6 separate regions of the Mus musculus genome follow, and all the other regions are linked to region 1. The links are chromatin contacts, called in public HiCAR-type, Micro-C and promoter capture Hi-C maps. All regions are on one chromosome and are shown on one strand. The core of a region is the stretch at or near the end of the contact, and the rest is flanking DNA. Distances in the headings are between cores, read along the strand shown. Region 1 holds the start of Lrpprc (leucine-rich PPR-motif containing). Region 2 holds the start of Calm2 (calmodulin 2). Region 3 holds the start of Mcfd2 (multiple coagulation factor deficiency 2). Region 4 holds the start of Socs5 (suppressor of cytokine signaling 5). Region 5 holds the start of Pigf (phosphatidylinositol glycan anchor biosynthesis, class F). Region 6 holds the start of Rhoq (ras homolog family member Q).

Region 1 (4,453 bases), core at 934-3,433:
CTACGGGGAAACACGCGTGTGGGGAAACACGTGCGTGGGTCACCCCGGCATAGTCATGTTACTGCTTACAGCTTTTCTTCCATTTATCTTTTGTATGTGCATGGATACTGTGGAGGTCACAGACAAGTTGTGGGAGCCGTTCTCTCCTTCCATGTGGGTCCTGCAATCAAACAAAGGTCACCAGGCTTGCAGAGAAAGTACCTTTTCTTGATGAGCCACCATGCTGGCTGACCCCATGCAGCCAGTTTTTCGGATCGTGGGAGAGACAGCTTCTGAAGAGACACCCGGATGCTGAATGACTGAACAAGCTTTACAAAGACACCCAATGCCCTCCCTTACAGACAAGTCAGAACCAGGGGAGCTTGGTCAAAGGTCCATCCGAGTATGCAGCGAGGAAGTGGAACCCGGGTCTGATGAACACACAGATGTGTCACTAAAATGTGTTCAGTTTCTGCCAAACCCAACAGCAAACATCAATGCCTGCACTGTAGCAGCACTAGCCCTGGCCCCGAGGGGCCTCGGGTGAAGGACTAGATTCTAGTCACTAGAGGAAAGCTAAAGGAACCAGCACTGCTGTCTCAGAAGACATGAAAGTTAGGGCATGATTTCACTGTTCAAGCCTACCACAAAAATAGAGGCAAGACCCTAACTTACAAATAAGCATCTCTCCAAAGACAACCAAGTTGTTCAGACATCATGAAGCATTTCCTTCATCTATCTAGTTATACGCCGTGCCGGGCTGGCCCGTGAAGACAGTTACTTCTATTACAGTGTTATTATAATATACATCAAGCCCTGTATCTCATGAAATAGTCCTAACCTTATACGGTGTCCACCTGTGTACCTAAAGAAACTTAAGGCCTGGGCTGCTGAGTGATTTGTCCAATAGCCTAATGCAAATAAGCCAAAGCACCCTCAGTCCATGGCTCCCCACTCCAGATCATACTTCCTAAGTCTGTTTGCTAGACCCCAAAGTTCTAGTGTGGGGTGTACAACTGTCAATTTCTTTCCGGTACTAAAACCTAAGCACCCAACCTTCCTTTATCAGTTGTCAAGAATATCTATGTTCTTTAAGTGAACATACTTGTTTCCCTATAACCTCAATCCAGAAAGGCATATACTCACAAAAATACATGACACTAACTAGGAACTTAACTTGTTTTTGCAGTAGGTACATAGATCCCAACAGAGCACCTTGCACGCGTCCTTTAATCCATTCTAGTGTGACAATCTCCAACCCATGACATCTGTGTAAATACTGAAGGAAAATTCCACTCAGCACAACGCAAGCAAAAACCCGAACTGGCCATGATCAAATGTCAAGTTCTAAACTATCCCTAGATCACTAGAACTTCAAACCCCAATCCCAAGAAAAAGAAAATGAAAAACCAAAGCCTCGTAAGACTACAGACTAGCAGGTTACTGGTCACCAGCGTGCGAGAGCACCCAGGAAGGGTACTCCTAAGGAAAGGCACAACGCCTGTCCCCACCTCAGCCCCATCCACTCCCCCAAAGCCATTGAGCTTCACGGGCCTTTCCAAAGCTAGAGCAGGCAGAGACCTCAAGCAGCAAGCCGGAAGCCAGCCATGCCCTCGACCATGACCTTCTCAAGACTCTCAACCTTGTCACCCCAAACCACTGGCAAAGCATGGGGGAGGGGGTGGCCTCATGCCTGAGAAGCCGGGACCACGGAATTGGAGCAAACGAGCAGGACACCAGCCCGTCCACCGCAGCCAGTCAGGAGGAAGGGTCCGGTACTCACCCTGCAGCCGGCCGGCTACCAACAGCCGCGACCCGGACGACGGAGGACAGCCGGCCCGGGACGCCCGCAGGGAGGCGCAGGGACAGCGGGAGGCGCGGGGCCGCCGCGGCCCCGAGCAGCCAACGCGCGGGTCTCAGCAGGGCTGCCATGGCTCAGCGTACCCAAGGCAGGATAGGATGCACGCTCCTGCAGAGGACCTGGAGGAGCACGTGACGACCCGGTCGCCCCTAGTGGGACAAACTAAGGACCGAGGGCGTCCAGCGGAGGAGGAGGCAGATCCCCGCCAAGGCTCACGGGAGAGGCAAGCCGAGTTCGCGGGATACCCTGGATCCGCCTTCTGTTTTACTATACATTGTTTTTTGTCTTCCGTTCACAGTGTCCCTGTTCCCTTGTCCAGCGCCCCGGCTCTCAGCGAGCCTGGCGACAACACCCCTCCACTTTGAAGTTGGTAGAGCCCACTAGAGGTCGGCTCCGCCCATGCGCGCGCAAGGGCTTGTGGGGGGCCAACTAGGAGCGACACCGAGGGTTGCTGGGAAGGGCCGACCGTGCAGATCCCGGGGTGCCTACGACGTTCCAGCCTTGCGCCTCGGTTGCTACCGAGCCGCTGCCCTAGCTGCTCAGTGACGTAGTTCCTGCCGTAGCTCTCAGAAACGGCGGCCAGAGAAAAGCTTGACGAAGAGAACTGGGAGGCTGTGGACCTCCAGGTTAGCTACATGCTATTTGTGTGACTGGGGATGGGGTAGATAAATATACAGAACTCATCCTAAGTGCCTCGCTTCATGAAATCAATGGATTCTAATAAAGGTCGTATAATTTTAAATGTCAAGGTTGAAGTTTCTTTTTCTCAGTGCCCCGCTCCTTCCAGTTAATGCACTAAGCAACTAAGGTAGTGAGTGGTGCAATTGTCTGAGGATAGGTCTGGAGCTAGGAAAACAAGTTCTTGCCCTCACAGAGCTCGCATACTGAAAGGGTTCCCTGTGCACTCGTGTGAACCCGGGAACAGGTTTCCACTCTACTTAGTTATTCCTTGACTGCTACCAAGTGAACAGTCAAATTCTCCCTCTGCAAGTTTTCCCATGTGGCTGTTTCTTCTGCTAGCCAACAAACTTCAGAGTGCCCAGAATGAGAATGCAGCCTCTTTTATGGCGGAAGCTCGTGATCAGTTGAAGACACTTCGTGCTTTGAGCATTTATTGAATGGATATACGTTCAGAGTTAACTTGGCTTAGCTTTCTTTTGGAGAAGCTAATACCGCCCTGCAAGATGAAGTTACTCTGAGTTACTATAGAGCACTATGATAGAATATAATTCATTCTCTCATTCAGCATTAGTACTATTTATTGAGCACATATTTTGTGTCAGGCACTATTTGGAATGCTGGGAATACAACATGGGGGGGGGGATCTCAATTTAGACAAAATTCCGTACATCTAAAGAAACATAAGAATTGTGATATAAATAAAAGATTAAGGTAGGTTACGGTCTGTGGTGATTAATCTTGATAGGATTTACTATCACCTTGGAAACCAGACTTTAAGCCAGTGAGGGAGTTTTTACATTGGATTAGTTGAAGTGGCAAGACCCACCCTGAATGTGAATGACACCACTGGGTCCCACTGAGTGTAGGTGTGACGCAAAATCATTTGCTTTTTTAAAAAAATATATTTATTTTATTATGTGTATGAGTGTTTTGCCTGCATGTATGTGTGTAACCACAAGTGTGCCTGGTGCCCTTGAAGGTCAGGAGAGGGCTTCAGATGTCCTGGGAGTGCAGTTAGAGACAGATACAAGCTGCTGTGGTGGTTGCTGGGAAACGAACCTACCAGCAGAATGCAGAGAGTCCAGGCATTTGCCACACCCAAGGAAGGCTAGGGCTCTGGATGCAAATGTGAAACGAGGTTGGTGGAAGTAATTATGATGATGGACTTTCTAAGGGTTTACTCCTAAAACTCTACTCCTCGGTTGTGAAGTGTGCTCTTAATTGTCAGCATGATGGAACTCAGAATCAGTCGCCTTGGGGACGGGCTTTTGGGAAGCCTCCTTGGTGTTAGGGTTTTAGGTGAGAAACCCACCCTGAGTATGTCTGTGAATGTGTGTGTGTGTGGGTGTGTGTGTGTTATGAGTGTGGTGTGTGTATGTGAGTGTGAGGTTTGTGTGTGGTATGTGTGTGTGAGTGTGGGGTTTATGTGTGGGGTATGTATGTGGGGTGTGTGTGTTATGAGTGTGGTGTGTGTGTGTGTTTGAGTGCATGTGTGTGTGTGTGTTATGAGTGTGGTGTGTGTATGTGAGTGTGAGGTTTGTGTGTGGTATGTGTGTGTGAGTGTGGGGTTTATGTGTGGGGTATGTATGTGGGGTGTGTGTGTTATGAGTGTAGGGTGTGTGTGTGTGTTATGAGTGTGGTGTGTGTGTGTGTGTGTGTGTGTGTGTGTGTGTGTGTGCGCGCGCGCGTTCCATGGGCTGGAGTCCCAGAGTGGATAAAAAGACAAAGCAAGTGCAGCCCCAGTAGCTCATCTCTCTCTTCCAGCTAGAGATGCAATGTGATGCAGCCAGGCCTCCCTCCATGATTCTATTCCTTCTCAAAGCATGAGCTGAAACAGCTCCTTCCTCCCTTTCACTGTTCCTTTCAGGTATTCTACCACAACAACCAGCAAAGTAACCTGCCAGCCGACACCCCATCGCCACACCAGCCTGT
Region 2 (4,453 bases), core at 1,316-3,815, 2.7 Mb after region 1:
CTCCATTCTTCAAGGCTTGCTGTGATGGTCTGACCCTCATTCCAGAGGCTTCCAGTATGCTTTCAGGCTCCATCCCAACCTACTGAACCACATCCTGCACTTTGGGTTACCACTGTTGATCTTCATTTAGAAACTAACCTGCATTACAGAGTCAGCTGAACTGAATGCATTACACGAGCACTCAAATGGCTGAAAAGTGATTTTTTAAAAAAATCTAGCGTATGTGAATAAATGTATGACTCCATGGCTTCAGTGAACACAAACACATCTTCATCCTGTTCATCGAGGCTTCATCTATCATCTCTTCTACAATTATAGCAAAACCAATAGAAGTTATTTCTGTAGGAAAAAGGAGGTCTTTATTCTGACAGAATGGCACCCTTCCTATAAAAGCATCTGAGGCAAAAAAGAAACCAGGGGAGAACAAAACTTCATCGAAATCAGGGCCTTGACTGAAAGTCTCAACTCTAGCTTAGCTACAAGTTTCTATGTTATAATGCAGCCAAAGCAAATCCCTATCTTTGAGCCTAATAAAAACCTTCAGCTTAATGGACTGACTTAGACACACTCGAGACATTTTCTACTGTTTACATCCTGTGTCACCCAGCCATCAACAGCACATTCCTTTCAATACATGACATCCCAATAAAAATACAATGACTGCATGCAAATCCAAGGGCTTTGTAATCAGTTCTATATACATAGGTACCTAACAGAACAATTTTTTTCTCTTTAACGAAGTCCTCAGAATCTAAAGTCTTAAATATTATGAAGTTACTAGAATAGTTGTCGATGTAGCAACGATACATTTAAATATAAAACTTACTGGGGAGAACCACTGTTAAGATATAAATTCTAATTTTCCAGTAAAGATTTAAATCCTATGCTAACTAAAAAAATAATAAGTTACTATACAACTTGGAGTGTCAATTACTGCCTATAATTTACATCGTGTTTCCCCTTACAAAGAACAAATTCAGTCAGCATATTAAAATTCATTAGTTAAAAAATATATATCAAAAAGAATTCACCAAAGTTAAATGAAGGCTAGCTCTCTCAAGGTGAACACTCCCCACACCCAAGCAGGCTGGAGGTTTCAGTTGGCAGGGATTCCCAACTACTGTTTAAGATGTCACCTTGCCTCCTGGACACACCCATTGCTGTAACCATTTGGCAAGGGAGTAAAATAAGTATTGCAAATTATCGTCCTCATTAATTTTTTTAAAACAGAAAACACGAAGAGGGACTTATTTTTCAAAGCTCTTTCTAAAATCTCCTGCTCTCTTTTACACTCTTTAAGTGTACAGTTACTGACGGCCATTATTGCATAGGTGAACTGTCCGTAAGAACTAAGATCAGATGGCAACTTCCACTCTGAAACGCAAGTCGTTTTCAAGGAACTCTGCGTGTGGTAGAGGTGAACAGGAGTGCACCTGAGCACTCAAGAATTTAGCGACCCGCCCCTTAATTGCTACTTCCACTAGCTCATGGGGGCCGAAAAACGCCTTTGAGACCCTAACTGAGGTCGGTTGCTTTCCCTTTACGAGCTCTATTTTTTTTTTTTTTGAGAAAGCGCCCGACTTCCAGCAAAAGCTTGTATTCTTCAACGATTTAAAAAAAGAAAAAAAAATTAATCATCCAGTCTGGGTAGCGGAAGCCAGCACCAGATGGAGTGAACAAGCAGCAGCAGCAGCAGCCCTGCGCGGAGGGGGAGGGGGGACTGCTGGGGTCCCCTCCCCCGCCCATCCCCGCAGCGCCGCGGGCCGCCCAGACCTCCGCAGTCCTGCAGGTGCCAGCGCAGCAGCTGGGGCGCGAGCCGAGCCGAGCCGCGTAGGGCGGCGGCTCGGGGCCCCGCGCGCTCACCCCACCCGACCCCCGCGGCGGGGGTCCCCGCACGGGCTGGACCCACGGGGCGCGCCCCCGGCCCGGCCCGGCCCGGCCTCGCGGGGATGCGGGCTAACGGCGCCCGCTCGCCTCGGGGCCCCGCGCTCCTCCCCACCCCACCCCCCGCGCATGGCGGCCGGGCGGACAAAGGCGCTTCCTGGCGCCCGCGCTCGCTCGGCGGTGGCCGTTGGCGGTTTGAATCCGGCCCCCGGGGCTGACCTTTGGCGCCGCCTCGGCCGCAGCCCCTCCTGCTCTGCTCTCTCGACCGAGCCCACGGCCCCGCACCCCAGATCCATCCTCCCCCGGCCAAGCCCCGCAGCGGTCCCCCGACTCATCTAAAAGGGAACCCAAGAGGACAGGGGTGGGGGACACCTGCGACACAAGTGTCGCGGGGGGCCTCCTGGCTTTTTTTTTTTTTTTTTTTTGGTGCCGTCCCTCTGGCGAGGACAGTTCTGAGAGGGGAGGTCCCCTCTTTAGTCAATCCGCTTCAGCATCTTTCCCCGACCCGCGGGGCGCCGGCCGCTCAGCTACGCACTCACCATGCTGCAAGGGCTACGGGTTTCCGAGACGCGACCAGACAACCGCTCGACTCGCTCGCTCCACTCGGACTAATTCTCCTCCTCCGCCCCCAGCTCCTCATAAACACCTCCCTCCGCCTCCCTCCGCCAGATCCCTCCGCCTCATCCAGATAACGGAACCTAGCGAACGAGTCCCGGCCAGCCCCCGCCCCCTCCCCCCCCCCAACTCTCCGGGAGACCCCCTTTCTCCGCAGTCACTGGGCAGACACGCAAGAGAGAAAGGGGAGCAGGGGGACGGATGACGTAAGTGGGTTCCACTCCCAGGCAAGCCGTTAAAAGGCCGGGGGAACCGCGCCTGGCAGGAGCTACTTTGCGGCGCGGAGGAGCACCGCGGTGGCGGTCGACCAGGCGAACCTCGTTGAGCTTGCTGCTGATTGGCTGATTTGTACCTGCAATGCGTCACTTTCTCTCGCAGCCGGAACGCGGTTGCGGCTTCTGCCGTTGCTTGCTCGCGCCGCGCTGTCCTGGCAACTGCGCCAGGCGGCAGCGTGGCTCTCTCTGCGCTCGGCTGGAGGACCTTCTTCCACCCGTCCTGCCTGCCACAGACACACGCACACACTCACCTTCCCGCCCCGTATGGAGGTGCTGCTGACAAAAACAACACGGGCCAAAACAAAAAATAAATAAAACTGAAGGACACCCCCCCCCCCCAGTAAACACCCACCCAGCGCGCCCAGCTTCTCAGCGTTGCTGCATAGGGAGGCCGGTCGTTTTTCATTACACGGTGCCGAACCCATGCAGCTCAGCTGACAAGCTAATCAAAAAAGGGGCTTCCGTTTATGCCTACCCTTCGCTTCTCTTTCCTAGCAGTAATTTATCAGAAAGCTACTCAAACCCACTGTATCCGAGAGTGTGTGCTGTCGGTCTCCCCAAGGAGCCCCTCTGAAATTAGAAGCCCAAAGTAGACAACCAGAAAAGGATGATGGGGGTTAGAGAGGAAAATAAGGATTCCATCCTCAAAATACAGTGCCCAGAGAAGATTGATGGAACAGCCACGGCCCAGAGAGAATTAGGAAGATGGCGAAGGCAGAAAGAACTTCCCAGTTGAAAAAGCACCACCATGCAAACCCTCAAACCGTGGAGAGCAATCACTTTGTAAAAAGCAAGGCAAGATGAAACCTCAACTTCAGAAAGAAGCCTGCCTTCAGGATAGTTTCCCCGTTCAGCAAGAACATTTCGGTGCTAACAGCTATATGCACCCACTCGGAGAGTCCATTTTAACCTCCTTTACCTAAGTTAGACATCCCTCACACCTTTAAACATATCTTTTAATGAAGCCAGAGCTGGGCCCTCTTTCAGTCATGGAAACCAGACATTAAGCGGCCTTCTAATTAGCACTAACAAAGCTGACACCCTTTCGAACGAATGCCCACTCGATGGGAATACCAAACCAAACCAAACCTCAGATTTCTGTTTCTATTATCCTTGCCAATGTGGTGCCCTGATAATACTGAAAGGGAGGAGAGCTAATTAACCTTACCCCACAAATGAGATAAATATCATTATTTGGGAATATTACTTTAAAATGGGCACCTCCAGCCAAGAATCTGACGCCACCGTTCCGTTCCAGTGCACTACATTCTGGTAAATTCAAAGTTTTTCCAAGATATACCTCAGAAATTTGTCTGTGACTCCTCCTCAGATCTTCAGATGGAAGACCTACTAATTTTTTTTTTTGTCTTTCCGCTGACTCAGTAAAAATATTCTCTCCTTACACAGTACCCCATTAGCATGCGGTGATTTTACATATGAAATTTTTAATGGTGGGAAATTGAATGACAAAATGAATAATCACCTCTTCAAGGGAAGGAATTTTTAAGAGGATTGGTGCAGAATGTATGATAAGTACGCACTGACTCGTGCCTAGAGAGACGCGGTAGTGCTTGCTAACAAGTATATAGAAATATATTTTTTTTTTAAATAGAGAATATAGGAAAGCTCTTCCAGGTTTCGTAGGTTGGGTTTTGGTAACGCCTTTCTTGCATAATCTT
Region 3 (4,453 bases), core at 804-3,303, 2.5 Mb after region 1:
TGACTGAAAGGCTGTTGCTCATCCTTTGGAGAAGGTCATCTTCAACAGAATGAGCAACTCTGGGAGAGACACACACAGCAACGAAAGAGGAAAAGGATATTGCTAAGCTCAGCAGACCACCACCACTAACCCTGTCGGTATGATCAGTGGGGTATGATCGGCGGCGGCAAGCAGATCGTCTGGAAACCAGAGAGGGCTGTAGAAAACAATCAGGGCCTTAGCATGAGTCTGACAGGGCAATGCTGACCTGCCTCAGAGCCTTGACTCCAACAGGGCTCCTCTCACTGCTCCGGACGCCTCTGTTGCCACTGTGTCTGGTCATTCCTCCTAGGCCCGGTTCAGATGAGACGTAAAGACTCTTGTGGTTAACACCCCTTGCTTCCTTGTCTGTTTCTTCCTTCCTATCTTTCCTTCTCCTCTTTCCAAAGGTCAGGATCTGTGTTCTCTCATTTGTGAACTGAACAACGCTGAGCTGGCGTGGGACGTGGTCAGAATGGGGTGAGAAGAAACACAGTACTTAAGTCTCTATCTCAGAGGCCCTGGCCTAAGGCTGAGCTCTCCCTTTGCAGCACTCCTGCCCACCCTTCCTTCCCACTGGGCCATTATTCCTATCAGGGAGTGGGCTTTCCTCCTAGCAGCTGTTGGCAGCCTTCAGAGGCTCTTAGTTGGGAATTTACATTCAAAGCAATCACATTTGACAACACCCCAGACATCCTGTTACACGGAGCCAAGGCCAACTGACTAGTGCTTCCTAGTTGTAGTCATCTCCATGCTCTTGAAGTCCAAGTAACCAGCAAGTTTCTGGGTTACAGAAAGCCCCCACATGGGCTGAGGTTGAAAACTTGTCCTGAATAGGCTGGTGTTTAATAGTCTGGTCCATTTGTTCACTGGGGGATTCCAAAGGAATGCCATGCTACCCTTATAACTAACATTTAACTAAGAGCCTAGTTACATAGGGAGAGCAGAGCTGTGAAGGCTGTGAGAACAGTCAGACGCCTCTCGACAGCAAAACACAGGTCACTAAAGAGGCACTCCAGGGGTATCACACACACCCCCATCCACAGAAAGCATGAGAAGAAATATTTCAACCCAAAGCAAAGCACGCCCCTCCATATGGCAGTGAACACCTAAACATGACTTAAGTCCAATCCAGAATATTCAGATGAGGAGGGGCAGGTCTTGAGTAAAGTACAAAGACAGTGAGTGAGTCACAACAGGCATTGCAGGAAGGAAAGAAGAGCTTGGAAGGGCAATGAGAATCCACAGAAGGACCTGGGAATGGGGCAGGGTGGCTGAGCGTGTCTCTACCTCCCCTGTACTGGACACGTTGAGGAGGGTCAATCAATATTAAAGGAGCAGAAAAGAGAGCTGATTGCTAAGGCAAGGTGTCTGGAAAAGTGAGAGTTTTGAATAGGTTCAATGTATTTGATGAGTGTAGGTAAGAGTGACGCCCAGGCCTCTGGTTTGGGCATATGTGTGGATGGAGGTGCCATGTCCCAGAAAGGGAAAACGAGACAAACGAGCATCCCTTGTCTACCTAACCTCCTAGGCTCAAACTAGCCAACCCTGTCGAGACAACAGGACCTGTGGGTCTGCCCCGAGGAAGGTGGGGGAGCCAGAGGCAGATGGAGTAACGCCTGAGACCCGCGTGCTTCCAGGCCAGCCAGGGTCCGTGTCCAGCCCACACAGCTGGCCCTACAGCCTAGTACTGAGACTCCCAGCAATGGGGTGAGCGCAAACAACAGCGCGGTGCTCAGCCGGGCAGACACGTCTGGCCCCCGAAACCCTCTCGGAAGACAGGCTGCCTCCGTGGGCCACAGGTCCCGCTGCGCCCTGAAGGTCCGCATCCTCCACCCCGCCACCCGGGCCTCCCATTCTCGAGCCCCAGGCCGACCGACCTCTGCCCCGAGGGTCAGGCCTCCGGCCCGTGGGTTCGCTCACCCCGATAATCCCCGACGCAGTCGCGAAGCACTCCAACGTGAACCTTGCCAGCTGCCGTCCCTGGGACGCTTTTCTCCGCACGCCGGTCCCGCCCCTCGCCCAGCCGCGCACGCGCACAGCCTCCCGCCCGCCCACCAACGCTGCCGGCCCCGCCCCCTGTGCGACCCGATCCAGTGGATCCACGTGTCCCCTGTGGCTGGCGCGGCCAGACCCGCCTCCCGAGGGCGACACCCTACTGCTAGGGCCCTGGGGAGGCCAAGAGGCGAGCTGGTTGCTAGGCAAACCTGAGGCTCCGGAACGTGGCTCACCGTGGGTTGTGGGCTGCAGGATCCGGAGGAGGCGGACTCCGAAGCTGGCCAGCCTCACCTTCTCTATACTTTGACGGATATCCTTGCTTCCACTACAAACTGAGAGAGTAAAACCCCTAACTCCTGTCCCAGTGAGGCAGCCGGTACTTCTCGGGGATCCTGCGTTTCCAAGACTGACCTGCTTCCATTTTCTTTTTGCTCCATTCCCTGAGCCGCAGCCTCAAGATCCAGCTAGTAAAGTTCCTGAAATCGTCTGGTTTTGTTGTTTTCTTTGAGAGAAGACAATATATTTAAAAAAAAAAAAAAAAAAAAGGATCCTGCCCTTTGATATTAACAAAATTGTCTTTCAGTGAATGTGTATAGATACAGATAGATATATGAGCTTAGGACTGTACATTTTAAAATTCCTTCTCTCCTTTGTATCTTTGAAGATACATAATCGTATTTTTTTTAGATGCACCTACATCAAAGATGGAGAGAGATTATATCAAAGCCCACCCCCACCCCCTCTTCCTTGTAGCCTTGAAAATTGCCCAACAGCACCGTTTTTGTCTCTTTGTCCCACTTTCCAAGATTAAGATTTCAACATTATCCATAGGGAGAGAAAGCCTCTTTCAAGAGTCCCTAAGATATTGCATCTCATTCCATCTCATTCTGAAGGTTAGATTAATTTGGTCCAGTTCATTCTGGGTACCCTGTAGTTGACTGCATTGTACCTACGATCCTTTGTCCTGGGAGCTACAAATGCAGGCAGTTTATGAAGCTCAGTAAGTAGAGACTGGACCGAGGGTAGCCTGGAGCATTCTTCACCTCACACCTCCTAGACTTTTTGTTTTGTTGCTGATTTGGTGTTTTGATTTTTCGAGACAGGATCTCTCAGTGTAGCCCTGGCTGTTCTGGAACTTGCTCTGTAGACCGGGCTGCCCGCAGACTCAGATCCATCTGCTTCTGTCTCCCAAGTGCTGGGATTAAAGGTGTGTGCCACCACTGCCCTGCTCAGACTTTTTTCTAATAAGCACTTGCCACCAAGCCAGATACTCCACCTTCTCTGTGGATGCTAGCTTTTGTCATCTTTCTCTTTCTACTGGATCATTCTTACCTGCATAGATGCTTGCCCTCTGGTTCTTTCCTACAATGCTATTGAAATGGCCATCTCCATGCAAACCAGGTCTCTTCTGACTTGCTTATTCCTCGAAGTCAAACATGGCTCCCATTGTCTCCTTTGTTTGAATGCTGTGGAGGTGGGTTTGAGTTCTGCTATGCTCAAGCTATGCTCAGTGTGACACACAGTCTCCTGCTGCCTGCTGATCAAGATGCAGAACTCTCAGCTCCTTCTCCAGCACCATGTCTGCCTAGATGCTGCCATGCTTCCCACCTTGATGATAATGGACTGAACCTCTGAAACTGGAAGCCAGCCCCAGTTAAATGTTGTCCTTTGCAAGAGTTGCTGTGGTTATGGCATCTCTTCACAGCGATTAAAAACCCTAAGGCACAGCCACACTTTGAAGCATTTTTTTTTTCTTTCCTGACAACTATGCTTGTTGTTCTCCGGTCTGTCCTCCTGGCATCGCATCCTCTGCTCAACGTACGAAAAGAGGGCGCCATGGTGCTGAGTACTCTCATCTAGTGATTTCATCTAGTCCTGTGCTTGAAAGGCCAGTTGCATGCAAACAACTCCCTAAAGGTTTTGTATGTGCATATGTAATATGTTTGCATGTGTCCACGTGTGTGAGAGCATTTGCTTATGTATGGATGCTATAAATCTATACTGAATGTCTTCTTCTGACCCTCTTCTGCCAGGGTCTCTCGAACCTGGCATTTGTCAGTTTGGCAAGGCTAGCTGCCCAGCCATGAGCTCCATGAATCTTCCTGTCTCCGAGACCCCCTCTTCCATCACTGAGATGACAGACACTTTCGACCATGCCAGGCTTTTATGTGGGTGCCAGCGGCCCAAGGTCAGGTCTTCTGATTGTATGGCAGTACTTTCCCAAGTGAGCCATCTTTCCTGTAATTCTTGGTACCTCTAAATAACGGCCTCCTTGTCAGCTCCATTTGATGGCTAACTGGAATCTTAAGCTTAAGGACCCCTTGTAAAACTTGACCCTTCCCCTCAAACCCATGCCAGTCTTGTCTATGGTAGCCATATCACTGATATCCACTTGGTTATTTGAGTTGAAATTCTTGGAGGTCTTCATGATTCTGTT
Region 4 (4,453 bases), core at 560-3,059, 2.3 Mb after region 1:
CCAGGTCCAAATTATAGCAGATAGGGAGATGCTGGAGCAGTAAGAAAGTGGAGAGAGGCTTGTTCTCTGGTTCCAAGAGCTCTGGAGAGAAAGCTAATGTGGTACTGTAAAACAATACAAGGAACAGAGGAGGAGAAGGCTTGGGGAAGTTCGGAAAGTATGGGTTCCAATGTGGAACTTACTCCAATAGACAAGTAGAGCGGCTAAAAGCTGCTTAGGAATGCAGATCTGGCCCTCACTGACCGGACGCCGGACGTCCATCCGTGATTCTATCTGAATGGCTAGATCATCTCCTGTGCACTGTGTGCCTTCCAAATAAGAGGGCTGAGGGCCAGAACCTGCTACTCTCAAGGAGTCAAAGAGAACAGACAGTTGAAAAATAACTGAGAAAGCAATCTGAGGGTGTACAATGTTAAGAAAGGTAGGGTGGGGCTGAAAAGAGTCTAAGAAAAGCCTTCAAGAAAAAGGTAGTCTGCCGGTCCCACTGCAAAGCATTAAAGACTAAAGGTGGTCAAAAATCTCAATATTCAGCAGGTTGAAGTAGGAGCACCATTACCTAGAAGACAGCTTGGGCTACATATTGCGTTCCAAATCATGCTAGGCTATACAGTGAGACTGTTTCAAACAAACCGGACTAAGGTGTGTGTGACCCTATGTGTATGCCGCTGATAGAAGGACCACTTTGGGGAGATACGCAGGGGGAACAGACTACTGTATTTGAATCATGAAGTAAACAAGTCTTTTTGTCTGAGCACCGGAAAGTAGTATGTCTAAGAAGTGGCCAGTTAGCTTACGAGTGGTAACCACGGTTCTACACTTGATCTTAGCCAAAAGGCCAAGAAGCGGTGGTAACCACGGTTCTAAAGGGGCAGCTGAGGAGTCTCGCGGGTATCACAACCCCCCATTCACTTCTCTGTCCTTGCTGTCATTTCCACGGCCGGGGCGATCCACATAAAATGCAAGCAAAGAGAGGAAGCGACAACACCCCTCCCCTCGTGTATGACTCATCTTCGTGGCAGCTGAGAGCCTGGATAGGAAGAGTTGAATTCAATGAGGTGCCCGGTTTCCCGTTGAATATTGGAATTCAGTGACTCGGATGGCTCCATGCTGAAGGGAGCTAGGGAGACTCATTCACATTTTTTTCCTACCCGGCACTCGCAACCTCCATTCAGCATTTTCCCCTTGGTCTCCCTAACGGAGCCCAAAGGAACAAAGCTACTCCCCACCCGCACCTCGGGTTGACCTTCCACCCGAGCGCCCACCCCTAGCCCGTTCCACGGCCACGTGACCCTCTCCAGCCTCCTAGCCTCCCGGGCCTCTCCCCCTCCCCTCCAGTCCGAGCCCGCTTGGCCCCGCCCACCCCGCCCACGTGTCAGCCTCTCTCCCACCTGACTGGCTCCTCCCTCTTCGGCCGAACCCGGCCGCTTGTCTCAGCTGCCCGACTCCAAAATGGCAGCCGCGCACAGCACGCACCAGCGCGGCCGGACCTCCTTAACTCGCCGGCCTCCCCTCTTTAGCTCCCAGCCTCCCTCCTCCGGCCTTCACCTACCCGCCTCTGGATTGGCCGCCGGGAGTCCCGCCCACCTGGAGCCCCGCCTGCCATTGGTCACGGTAGGCTGCCCTTCAGAGAGGCGTGGCCCAGCCCGCCCCCCACCCCGGGAGGTATTTTCCATTCCGGTGGGGGGCTGGGGGGGCGGGGGGAGGGGAGAGGGTGACGAGGGGGAGGCGGCCGGGAAGGGGTGGGGGCTGGCGGGGGCATCCGGCCGAGCTGGGGTCCCCGGGCTCCGTCCGGAGGAAGCGAGGCTGCGCCGCCGGCCCGGCAGGAGCGGAGGACGGGACGCGCGGGCGGTCGCGCTCGCCCTGTCGCTGACTGCGCTGCCCCGGCCCATCCTTGCCTGGCCGCAGGTGCCCTGGATGAGGCCGCCGCGCGTGTCCCGGCCGCTGAGTGTCCCCCGCGGTCGCCCGGCGCCTGCCCTCAAGCGGCCGCCTCTCCTTGCCCGGGTCCCCGTTTTCCCCCGGCGCAGTCCTCCTCCGGTGGGCGCCTCCGCACCTCGGCGCAGGCGGCACGGCCCTCGGGCCGGGATGGATCCGCCGGGAAGAGGAAGACAAGCCGGGGCGTTGAGCCCCTGCGCACGGTGCCGCCGCGCGTAGTGGGAGCTTACTCGCAGTAGGCTCTCGGTACGTCTCGGAGGAATTGCTTTTCGGTGGGAGTCGGGACACCTAAGGGGAAGAAGGGGTCGTCTGGGGCCGATAGGAGGGCATTCGTCATCGGGGTCGTGGTGGGTCGAGACTGGGTGGGGGAGGTCGTCGGTGCCCACTGCCAAGGGTAGAGGGGGTCCAGGCAGGTCACCTAAGAGCTCCATAGCTCCGACCTGAGGGTCCTCAAGGGCGACGATAAAAGGTCTACCGGGACGTGAAGGAAGGACCGGGGAGCGTGGATGCGGGAAAAGACTGGAGCATCTCTGGGGGGTTTAACCTGGGGTGGTTATTACAGGATGCGGAGGCGGCCGCAAGGAAGACCCCGCTCCAAGTCCTTGAGCTTTTAATAAATGGTTCTTTGGTGCTGGGACTTGGGCATTCGAGTAGCTGAAGCGGAGTGAGTTTGTGGAGAGGGAGTTGCATTGACAGAAGGATGCTGAGGAACAACGTGAATACCCTTGGTTTGGTTCTCAACTTTGAAGGCTATGGGGGTCAGCCACGAGCTTTTGGCATTTTTTTATTTTGGTGTTCCAAGCAAAAGGTGGCTGGCTGCTGGACTTCGTCAGTGATTCCTTATTTTAAATTGTATGTATATATTTGATGGGGTTGGGCAGTTACCAGTTCTCCTGGACATTCTTCCAACTACACCTTGACATTCTTACAGCAGCTTCTCATCTACACCGGAGGCCTGCTCCTTTCAAAGTTAACACTAGGCTAGACTGTCCTATTACGATTTACTGACATTTATCCTAGAAGACGATTAAGTCATGCTTGCTTTTAACTGTTTCTTTACAGGGCCGTGTAAAATTGAACTGCATGTTCTATAGAAGTTTAAAAATGGTTTCTCTTTAAGGAATGAAATGAAAAAGATGCTGGTGTTAGAAGGCTCTGCTAAAATGAGCTCGAGTGTTCTAACAGTTGGGAATTTAGTCAAATGCGTACTTTAATCTTAATAGTCTCTCGGATTCATAGTCCCTTTTTGAAATCGGCCTAGCAACGGAAGGAAGACACAGCAGGAAGCGGTGACTGTTGTCTGGAGTTCACCTTTGTGATTGTCCTGCAGGGATGTTACCTTTTTCATGTCTGTGGACTAGAAAGAGTAAGCTGAGAATTGCACAGCTAGTCTGTAGTCTCCTGTTAAACTCACACCTGTATTACTAATTTCATACATTTGTTGAGTTTCCTATGGCTTACAAAATGAAAACTCACTTGATTAGGGAGTCCTTAACATTTAGGGGGAAAAAAAATCTGAAGGCTACTTTGCTGGCTAATTAAAACATTTCTGCAAAAAAGTGCTAATATTTTTAATGGTTCTTCCCAGTTCTTGAAAAAGTAGTGGTTAATTATATATTTTTCTTCTTATTGTCCTTGAATTTTACCGTTTGTCCTTAGGGAGAATGTACTGGCATACAAAACAGCAGCTTAAAATATTGAAACATAACACCTTTTGACATTATAATGGCTTCTGCATGATTCACCTTGAGAATCATCTCTGGCGAGCCAGCAGTGGTGGGCTTTCCCTTCCTCTTCAGTTGGGAGTGGGCTGGCTGTCTCCTATTGTGGGCCTACAGCAAAACAGTTTACTGGCTGTGAAGTAATGGTGATAACTTTCACAAAAAGAGAATGAGAGGCCGATGAGTCATTTCTTTCCGAGCTGGAAGAGTAGAAGGTAGAGATGGTTATCCTGTGGATCGGGAATCGAGGCCCAGAGCTTCTGAAGGGACTGAGTTGCTGGTTGCTTTGGAGCAGGATTGGAGGGCCTGACCCTAGCTAGAGTGGCGTCCACTTAGTCTTCTACTTTATCCCATCCATCGTGATTGTTTCTGAAGACACCTAGTGCCAGCGATAAATGATTTCCGGGTTATTGTGATACTGTTCCGTTGTAATGATGGGGAACTTTGAGTGCTTTCTACACGAAGTGATACAGAACTGCATAAGCTTTTATTTGAAGTTAAAGACAATTATTAGCATTATTAGTGAAAATGCTAAGTTTCTTCTCATTGCAAAGAGACAAAACTGTCACCCAGATTAAAATATTGCATGAGCATCTTAGATGAAGCAAGTGTTCTATTTTGGGCTAAAATTAATTGAGGCTTTTAGAATGCAAAAGGGTTTTTGTATTTTAAGTGAATTGTGTGAGAATTATTTTCTAATTGTGGGATTTTCTTATGTCGAAGTAGATTTCAGTTCCTCTAAAAGGAAGTAGACTTACATAATTATGAAAATATAATTTATGCCATAGTTGTAACAGAGA
Region 5 (4,453 bases), core at 654-3,153, 2.2 Mb after region 1:
GAATCTATCAAACACTGTAGGAAGGTAACAGGCTACTGCTCTGGTGGGGGCGGGGGAGACTTGGTTCCCTTTACACTGTAAATCACTCAATAAGGACGAAGCGAAACTTCCTTCTTACACTGTAACCTCCACCCTAAAGCCAGTGAAGCAACAGAAGTGACCCTTACCTTATGTGACAATGAACTTCTTTTAGAGGACACATTCGGTTTCACTACTAAGTACGACAAGAGATTGACAGTGGTCACAGAAGCAGAGCAGATACACAGCCAGGTCAAATGAGCTTCCAATACTGAGAAGTTGTCCACGAAGAAGGACGGAATGAAAATGCTTAGGAAAATTGAAAATACGCACAAAAGATTGGTATACAGAAGTCTCTTGATGTCAGTATCTTTCATGATGTTTTCTTGGGTAGCTATCTAGTAGAAAACAAATTAAGAAAAACATGTAATGATTTTTTTTCCATTGTCCCAAGCACTTCAATACTCTAAATATAAACCATGTATTAATAATTTTCTATGGGCAACATATTTGTTTCAAAACACAGAACAAGCATATGCAGATTTTAATTGTTACTTTAGATTTCTCTAATATGGTATACATTATCTTTCAGAGCCTCAAAAAGAAAATTCCTGTAAAAATTTAAATATTTGTGACTGGTTTCTACAAAGGGGACATGTGCCAGACACCAGCAACTAATTTTACTTTTTTGGCGAAAATCACTGCAGTTCCCAAATGACAGCCAAGTATACACTTAGATATGCAAATGGTGGAGGACCATCTTAAGATGGTCATTATGCTACACTAAGGGCTCACACTGTCTGTACAGATGTTAAATAATGGTAATAGCAGAACGCGAGTGGGAGGAGAAACAATAGTTTCCAGTCTCTAAATACATATATTTGACCTAGAGAACAGTTTCTATGTTATACTGACTAAAGTTAATTAAGAACTTAAAAGTAACACATGTTACAATGTAGTAAAAATCGGGCCCAAAAAGTAACATCCACACCGCAGGGTGAGGAACTAGCAGGAAAGGTAAAAGCGCAAGTCTGGGCATGGTGCTATTAGCCCTCATTTCATTCACACTTATCGTTTTCAAAAGCAAATGATACTGATTAAGAAAACTGGATGAACAAGTTAGCAGATACGGCCAAGGTTACACACGCACAAGCCATTTCAAGCATCGCCTCTTTAAACAAGAAGAAATCCTCCAGGGTCGGGACAAGAACGCATAGCCGTGAAAAGACTTGGGGAAAGTTTCTCAGATTCTCCCTTCCACTGCGGGGTCAGGCAGGAAGCGCGATCAGAAATCCATCCTAGGCCACCGGCAAACACCCATCTAACACGGCGAGCGCGAGCGGTACCCAAACGCAAAGGTGACACCGGCGAGCGAGTCCCCGACCCAGGACACCACACCTGGGAAGCCGCCCTCGGGACTCGCGATCCCGTGAGAACGGGGTCGGAAGGCTTGGCTGCTCCCGAGCCCTCCTCCTGAGCAGCCTTTGCTCAGGTGCGGACCGCAGCTCCACCCCACCCAGGTGGCTCCGTCCCAGCCTCGGACGGCGCAGTGTGGGCAACTGGAGGTCGCCATCATAGAGAGAGCCCGTGCGGCCGACCCGGTGACCTGAGGTCGGAGTCCCCTGAGAGACTGTGATAGACGCCGGCATCTCAGAGGGTCGGTAGCGCAGGGCATCCTCTGGTCCGCCGGAAGCGTGGCGCCCTGGAAGTCACCGCAGCGGTCGGCGGTGCGACCTGCACCCGCCCCGGGCGAGTGTGAGAAGCAACCCGCCACCGGCTTACCTAACTCTCCCGCCCGCCGAAGGGAAGGGGGACACCACCGCCTCCCACCCTCAGGTGCTACAGGCTGGCATGGCCCCTGGCGCAGGCGCAGACCAGAAAGCGAGGGGGCGGGGGGAACTCACAAGCGCACAGCCAATCGTTGACGAGAAGGGGCGGGATAATGAGAGCAGCCCCGCCCATCAGCTCGCGTTTATCCCTCCCGCGACTTTCTAGGTACGGGATAGGCCGGAGCGGGAGGGCTGAGAGTCCGGAAGCGGGCTGACGTAGCCGGAAGAGGAAGTCGTCTCCGCTGGGGCGTTGTTGTGTTTGGGTTGCTGCTCCTGCTTTGCCGGCTGAGGGCACAGGGACACCCCCATGTAAGGATGGTGTGTGAAAAGTGTAAGTTCAGGGGCTGCTTCTGGGGGAGGTGGAGGGCTGAGAAGTTCTCTCGGGATTTCTCTGGTTTTCCCCTGCTGGTCTGTGGCGTAACCGGTGTCTTCCTACCCTGCCCCTCGGCCCTTCTTGCCTGTCCCGTAAGCATAGCCTTCCGCTCTGTGTTGAGAATGGCTTCAGTTCTGCGCCTCTTGTGTTTGTTTCTGTTGTCGTCCTCGCGCCCCTTCTGGGTCTCCTCCGTTACAACTTCTTGATTGGCTCTCGGAGGCTTAAATCGGATCTTCACGATCTTTCTGGTAGCATCAAGAGTTGACAGATGTCACAAGTATAAGTTCCAGGCTCTCGGTTACATCTTAAGATTATAAGCAATGGTTAATTTCCAGTATTATTAATATGTCCCGAATAATGTTTAAATCTTGACTTTCTGCTTTTCCTTACTACAAAACATGCCGCATTTAATACAGATTTTATTTATTTATTTATTTATTTTTGGTTTTTCGAGACAGGGTTTCTCTGTGTAGCCCTGGCTGTCCTGGAACTCACTCTGTAAACCAGGCTGGCCTCGAACTCAGAAATCCGCCTGCCTCTGCCTCCCCAGTGCTGGGATTAAAGGCGTGCACCACCACCGCCCGGCTAGATTTTATTTTAAAAATTACTTCAGTGGCTATCTGAAATTAAGTTAAATTGGATATTTTGAGCCATCCCGTCAATTCATTAATACTCACAGCTTTGGGTCAGGTGAAGGAGAGAGTCTCATCACCACCAAAGAAATCTTTAAGTAGTCACCCCTGGCTTTTAGAAAGGTCTTTTTAACCCTTTTAGTTACCATTCAGTAATTCCAATGAAACCCTTAAGATTTGTTGTAAATATTTAATTTTTTTTTTTTTGGTAGCTGCAAAAGCTGATGATTCGTTTAAAAACAACTTTCTTCTCTTGATCTCTTTCATGGGCTAGACAGCCTTCTCTGACAAGATTCAACCCACATCTCAGTTACTGGCGGATATACAGGACCCATTTTGTTCATAGCCCCTCAGTATGTAGAACTCTGGACACAGACACCCCTCCAGAGCTGTGCCATTCTTAAACGGTTTTTTATTCTTTTCGAAAGTGGGATAAATGGTTAATTAAATGTGGCTTAAATGTATTTAGATTGTGAAGCCGTCCTTTGTGCTGTGCCCTGAAAGGTCATTTCCTCTGCTCTTCTGAGAAATCTAAGGTCTTATTATCTGTAGCCTCTCAGTCTGTCTGCTCATTGCATGCACCCCGTAAGTAAACTGAGGTACTTGCATACAGAAGCTGTAATGTCAGCAGCCGCCTCAGTTCAGTCTTCCCTTGTATCACACATTATTCGAGAAAGTTACTTTTCTCCAATTTTTTAGAGTTACCTCTTAGAACTTGGCACGTACGTGTTCTCCAGTTGTGCATTTACTGAGTTCCAGGGAGTTTGGTTTCAGTGTGCTTTCTTTTCCTTGTTCTGTTAGGTGTTTGAGGACTGTTTGGCCTCAGCTGGCACATCCATACCACTGAGCATCCAGTGCTCTTCTCCACCCTGAACAGTGCCCTACTTAAACAGTACTAAGTAACTGTCCATTTGGAGCATATAAATACAATATATTTATCATTTTAAATTGCTTTGTTTTCATCAGAACCTTGCATGGTGCTTTGTACAGACTAGGTGATTAGAGAATGTGAGAGAGAGGAATGAATAAGTTTGTCAGAACTGCTTAAAGTATAATCAGTTAAAGCCTGTTACTAGAGCATCGTTTTGTCCTGTAAGTTTTATTTAGAACCAGTATCTGTTGCCCACTGTTACTATCTTAAGTTTTCATTCATTGGTTTCTACCCTGGCATTAGTAGGTTCCTCCTATAATCTGACTTCATATCGTTATGTACTTTAGGCGATACAATATATTTATCATTTTAAATTATTATTGTAAAGTTAGCAAAGAAATGGGTTTTGTTATTTTATTTCCACACAGTTTGCTTATTAGATGACAGCTGTTCTCTTTTGCTGTCTTGGCGACCACAGGTGAAAAGAAACTCGGCAGAGTTATCACTCCAGACACATGGAAAGATGGTGCCCGGAACACCACAGGTACTGTTTGCTGTTAGGAGACAGGAGCTGGGTCAAGCGCTGTGGCCCTGCTCTGGTGCGTCACATTTTGCACAGTGCAGTGTTAGATGCTGATTACCTTGCCCAGTAAACACCGAGGGCTCGGTTCTCCTGGGAGTGCACATCTTTCTTCATCATCTGAGTTACATGTACGGATTCCTCATATAG
Region 6 (4,453 bases), core at 997-3,496, 2.2 Mb after region 1:
CCTCCCACAGTACTGATTACATTATGTAGCAACTATCTGTTTTCCCATCAGCTCCTTCCCGCTCCCCCTCTAGTGACTGTGACTTGCCAGCTCGATGTCCCCTGCCCAGGAAGAAAGCCTGGCTTCTAGTCGACCTCAATTCATGCTTGTTAAGTGGAATATTGAATGAGGAGGAGGAAGGAAGGAGTAGAGGAAAAAGAGAAGGCGGCCTAGACGGGCTCACTGTTCTCACACAGACCTGTGTCTGTTTCAGTGTTCACAGTTCAAACAAAAGGAAAAGAGCAGAGGCCTCTGGGATGCCCAGAAACAAAGTTGTTTCCTGTGCCCGAGTCCTTGACATTTGAGAACTGTTTTTGGTTTTGTTCTGTTTTACCACTTGGGCATTCTCTTTTTTGCCCATGGGAAACTGAGGGTCTTGCAGAGGTCTAACTATTCCAGTTGAAGAGTGCATGGACTGTCAAGGCAGTGTTCTAGAGTGGGCCCGCCCCGCCCCCACATCCACCAGGTGTGACTGTCCCCAGAGCTCTAATATTCTTGGCAGTCTGTCTGGCATCACTGTGGGCCAAGGGAATGAGGTCACTGTCGCCAATGAAGTCACCACCACATGATTCATCCCACATCAGTCCCCAACTCGGAGTGTACTCTGAGAGTCTCAGAGCTTCTCACAAGCCATCCAGGACCCGGGGTCCCTGTAAGATGAGCTCACATTTTTTTTTTTTTTTAAAGCAGAAAACAGGCCTAGAGAAAGGCAGCCAGCCATGCTACTAACTTGTGGTGCTTGGACCAAGTTCAGCTTTCCGGCAGAGCTGGCTCCTACAGCTCTTTAACCTTTCCACATTTCCTCCTTTCAGAATACTAGTCTTCGCAAACACAGCCAGAGCTAATGGTGATGCAAGCAGCAAACCTTGCTCTCTTCTCCTTCACGGGAAAGTGTCAAGACCTGACTTCAAGATAGTGTGGTGCCTTTCCTAACCTTTCAGAATGTATGAAGTAACTTTCAGATTTATTAGTGTAGTCAATGCAAGTACCTCCACTCGAATGCAATGGACAGGGTATGGAGAGATGTTCCCCTACGTTCACAAGGAACGTTAAATACTATTTGAAATCTTCCTGGTCGAATTGAAATCAGGATTATGACTTGAAAACTGGCGTCCAGGGTTCGTGGAAGTGAAATGAGGGCATCACAGTAGGCATCTCCCCAGGTGGCCCTTGAACACCGGGAGTGACAGGGAACCTTTTGGTAACCACTTCACTGGTCCCAGTTTCCCCCACCTAAATCCCGGGGGCAAGGGTATGAGTGACCCACGCACCTCTCAACACAGCATTTTCTACCACTATGAATTGGTGAGAGGAAAGGACTTCCCTGTCAGCAAGCTTGGGGGTAGGCTGCGGTGTGGGGTCAGTCAGCGCAGAGTGAGCCTTCGAACCAAGACCGTACATTTAAAGCAGCACTCGGCCACACAACTAACTGGCCCTGGCCAGACAAGTGTTTCCGGACTTGCCAGACAGAGGCGCAGGGTTGGTCCTGAATCACTGGCCAAGTCTCAGAGCGCGAGGCTACATCATACCTCAGGGATCACAATTGAATACTTTTGGAGAGACGCTTGGAAGCGAAAGGAAGCCTCGGACGATGTCGCCTCCAGGGGGAGCACAAATAACATCTGTGGTCTCCTGACAAGGGCTCGCCCCTTTGTGGCTGGTTGGGGGTGCAATATGCTGCATCTCTTAGTCACCGATTTCATAGAAAATGACTCAAGCTCGTGCTGCGAAAAGCGTGGGGTAGTGATGCTGAGGAGCAAGCAATAAGCCAGAAGTCTCAGTTTTCCAGTTCCGAGACCCACCACCCTCCCAGCCTCCGCACACCTTTCTAATTATTGTTATTAATTATATTTATAACCCTCTTGGCCGCTGTTCCTGATTTCTAGTTGCGTGGAGCACTTGCAGGCCGACGAGATGGCTCCTGCCTTCCAGGCAGAATTTAAATATACACATCTGTATAATGTTGCAGAATTGCGTCACCGTGGAAGTCGTCGTGATTCCCCGAAAGGCCTTCACGTCTCCTCCGGGCACCGGGGCCTGCGGACGCTTCCGGGCTTTGGCCGCACTTTCGCGAGGAGCCCTGGGCTCCTTCCTAGCGGCTGCCCAAGAGCCCCTCCCCCAGCCCCCATCCTCCCGGATACAGGGCGCCTCCTCCTCGGCCTCCGCGCCCGACTCCCAGGGAGTCAAGCTTGGGTGAGCGGCAGGAGCGCACGGCGGGCGCGGGCGCGGGGCGCGCCGCACTCCGGAGCCGCCCGGACCGCCCTCCCCCACCCCCCTTCACCGGCCCAGGAGGGCGGGGGCCGGAGCGGCGCGGGGCGGGCAGAGCCGCCTGGCCCCTCCCCTCCGCCGCCCTCCCCAAAGTTGCCGACTCCCCTGGGGCCGGACGGTCTTATGATCCGGCGGATCCTCCTGGGGAGGCCGGGCCGGGGAGCGGGTTCGGGCGCCGAGCGGCGGGGCCAGCAGGCGGGCGCGGCGAGCCGGGCCAGGGCGGGGAGCGGGGCAGAGATCGAAGCGGCGGCGGCTGCGCCCCGGGCCCGCCGCACCTTCTCCTCCGGTCAGGGGAACCGCTGCATGGGGCCGGGAGGGCGGCCCTGCTGCGCCGAGCGGCGGCGACGGCGGACCCCCCAAGCGGGCTGGGGCTGAGCCCGGGGCCAGGGCGGGGGCTCCGGGGGGACCATGCCCCGAGGCCGGCCGGCCGCAGCATGGCTCACGGGCCCGGCGCGCTGATGCTGAAGTGCGTGGTGGTCGGCGACGGGGCGGTGGGCAAGACGTGCCTGCTCATGAGCTATGCCAACGACGCCTTCCCCGAGGAGTACGTGCCCACTGTCTTCGACCACTACGCAGGTACGCCTCTGCCCTGCTGACTAAGGGGCTGATCCCCGGCTGGGAACTTTGGAGCAACTTTGGCTGAGCCCCCTGGCTTGCCTCCCCTGAGCGTGCTCCCCTCCCCCGCCGTGCCCTCTGCCTGGCGGCTTCACCCCCCCCCCCAAGCTGTGCCTCTGGTCACCCCACCCCTCGCAGCAACTCCCACCCCATTCCTATCTCCCCCTTCGCCCCGTCTCCCACACTTTTCAGTCCCCTGAGCGCCCTTCTTGACCTTCCAGCTGCCTCTTCCCTTACTGCCCGAAACCCCTGTAGGGGAAACATCTGGGAACACTAGTAGACGTGGCTACAGGGTTTGGGGGGGGGGGGGAGTGGATGGCAGGGGCCACATTACACCTATATCTCATGCAACTTGGCAGTGAAGTGGACTCGGATAAAAGGGGAATGTTGTCTCCTGGGGAGCACCCACATGCTTCCCAGTATTTGGGAAAGGAGGTTACTGTGGGGAGCCAAAGTGCTAGATCTCAGATCACTGTGAGCTTCTCTCCCCACCCCCCACTTCTGTCCTTGCAGTCAGCGTCACCGTGGGGGGCAAGCAGTACCTCTTGGGACTCTATGACACAGCTGGACAGGTGAGTGTTTTGGCTTCTGGCCGGTTCCCTTACCCCCATCTCTCGCCAATTCTGTGTGGCTGTGGAGGGCCTTTGGAAACTGAGGTGTCTAGGTGGGAGGGTGTGTTTTGGGGGGGGGGGCTGCCTCAAGATCAGGTTGGTTTTTTTTTTCTTAAGTCAGCAAATTAAGGAAACAAACCCAAAAGAAAACGCAGACCAGCGTGAACCCCGCGATGTGAAAAGTTTTTGACTGTATGGGTCTTTACGTGTGTTGCCTGGTGAGTGGGTCCCAACTCCTGTTGCAAAGTGGCAGCAGCCAATGGTAAAGCGTTCTTATTTTTAGTTGCTGATGACCAGGTCTCCCCCTCGCAGCCTCTGTCTGGGCCCTCATTGGTGAGTGGTCTGCCTGCCCGAGGAGCCTGATTGGTGGGAAATGGCATCATCTAAGAGGCTGGGAAGGCGTTTGGTCCTGGTTGTGTTTATTACAACATCATTGCACTCTGGGACTCCAGTCCCTGAAAACGTAATTTGTGGTGTTACCAGAGGAGCACAGGGAAAAAGAAAAGAAACAACAACCGTCAGCCACTCCCTGGGGTTGGGGCGGCAGGGTTAAGAGTTCAGCTGGAGTCTTGGAGGAAGCTTTCTTCCCCCTGGAGGGCCAGGTGACTTTGTGTTTTCTTTGGAGAGATTATGTGCAGAAAGGAAAGGAACGCGTCTTTCTGCAGTCTCTGGCTAGTGCTGGCAAACTGAAGGGTCAGACTGTTCTCCTGTAGGGTTAAGGGGTTTTCTTGGGGGTTCTGTCTCCCTAACCTAGCTCCACTGTCTTGCCAGACCCACTTTCTTTCTTCTGGGGCTGACTAAGGTGATGGTTTCGCAGAATTCAGCTCTGCAGTGTGCTCTGAAGTCTTTGGAAGTTGCTGTGTCTTATGCAGGCTTGAGAGCCCTGAGGATGCGCGAGCCATTGAACGGTGAACAGTGAC

The links. Promoter capture Hi-C pulls out the DNA fragments that hold promoters and counts their contacts. A called contact is a pair of places that touch in the nucleus more often than the background predicts. HiCAR-type assays count read pairs that join an accessible place to other places.
Region 2: a promoter capture Hi-C map of pre-B cells shows a contact between it and region 1, with 7 times the contacts expected there. The contact joins the promoter of Calm2 here to the promoter of Lrpprc in region 1. A contact is called at or near these places in 2 of 39 promoter capture datasets (liver and pre-B cells).
Region 3: a promoter capture Hi-C map of pre-B cells shows a contact between it and region 1, with 3 times the contacts expected there. The contact joins the promoter of Mcfd2 here to the promoter of Lrpprc in region 1. A contact is called at or near these places in 4 of 39 promoter capture datasets (the 3T3-L1 cell line, hippocampal neurons, liver and 1 more).
Region 4: a Micro-C map of embryonic stem cells shows a contact between it and region 1, with 10 times the contacts expected there. The contact joins the promoter of Socs5 here to the promoter of Lrpprc in region 1. A contact is called at or near these places in 2 of 39 promoter capture datasets (liver and pre-B cells) and 1 of 484 Hi-C or Micro-C datasets (embryonic stem cells).
Region 5: a contact with region 1 is called in a HiCAR-type map of astrocytes, with 4 times the contacts expected there. The contact joins the promoter of Pigf here to the promoter of Lrpprc in region 1. A contact is called at or near these places in 2 of 39 promoter capture datasets (liver and pre-B cells) and 1 of 115 datasets of contacts at active chromatin or transcription factors (astrocytes).
Region 6: a promoter capture Hi-C map of pre-B cells shows a contact between it and region 1, with 4 times the contacts expected there. The contact joins the promoter of Rhoq here to the promoter of Lrpprc in region 1. A contact is called at or near these places in 5 of 39 promoter capture datasets (3T3-L1-derived adipocytes, embryonic stem cells, hippocampal neurons and 2 more), 1 of 484 Hi-C or Micro-C datasets (embryonic stem cells) and 4 of 115 datasets of contacts at active chromatin or transcription factors (astrocytes, pro-B cells, stem cell-derived neural progenitor cells and 1 more).

The regions. Positions count from the first base shown.
Region 1 is chr17:84,788,603-84,793,055 of GRCm38.p6, forward strand. Lrpprc (leucine-rich PPR-motif containing) reads right to left here and starts at 2,184. Exons shown (of 38, transcript NM_028233.2): 1 at 1,763-2,184. The coding sequence starts at 1,911.
Region 2 is chr17:87,444,370-87,448,822 of GRCm38.p6, forward strand. Calm2 (calmodulin 2) reads right to left here and starts at 2,566. Exons shown (of 6, transcript NM_007589.5): 1 at 2,424-2,566. The coding sequence starts at 2,426.
Region 3 is chr17:87,263,894-87,268,346 of GRCm38.p6, forward strand. Mcfd2 (multiple coagulation factor deficiency 2) reads right to left here and starts at 2,054. Exons shown (of 4, transcript NM_139295.3): 1 at 1,942-2,054.
Region 4 is chr17:87,105,870-87,110,322 of GRCm38.p6, forward strand. It overlaps Socs5 (suppressor of cytokine signaling 5), which reads left to right and starts at 1,810. Exons shown (of 3, transcript NM_019654.2): 1 at 1,810-2,178. It overlaps Gm30510 (a long non-coding RNA gene), which reads right to left and starts at 1,478. Exons shown (of 2, transcript XR_877091.1): 1 at 1,389-1,478.
Region 5 is chr17:87,023,498-87,027,950 of GRCm38.p6, forward strand. It overlaps Pigf (phosphatidylinositol glycan anchor biosynthesis, class F), which reads right to left and starts at 1,904. Exons shown (of 6, transcript NM_008838.1): 1 at 1,801-1,904; 2 at 168-416. The coding sequence starts at 395. It overlaps Cript (cysteine-rich PDZ-binding protein), which reads left to right and starts at 2,064. Exons shown (of 5, transcript NM_019936.3): 1 at 2,064-2,178; 2 at 4,202-4,267. The coding sequence starts at 2,163.
Region 6 is chr17:86,960,865-86,965,317 of GRCm38.p6, forward strand. It overlaps Rhoq (ras homolog family member Q), which reads left to right and starts at 2,247. Exons shown (of 5, transcript NM_145491.2): 1 at 2,247-2,883; 2 at 3,436-3,494. The coding sequence starts at 2,742. It overlaps LOC115488765 (hapless 2-like), which reads left to right. Exons shown (of 3, transcript XM_030250169.1): 3 at 2,009-2,682. The coding sequence ends at 2,682.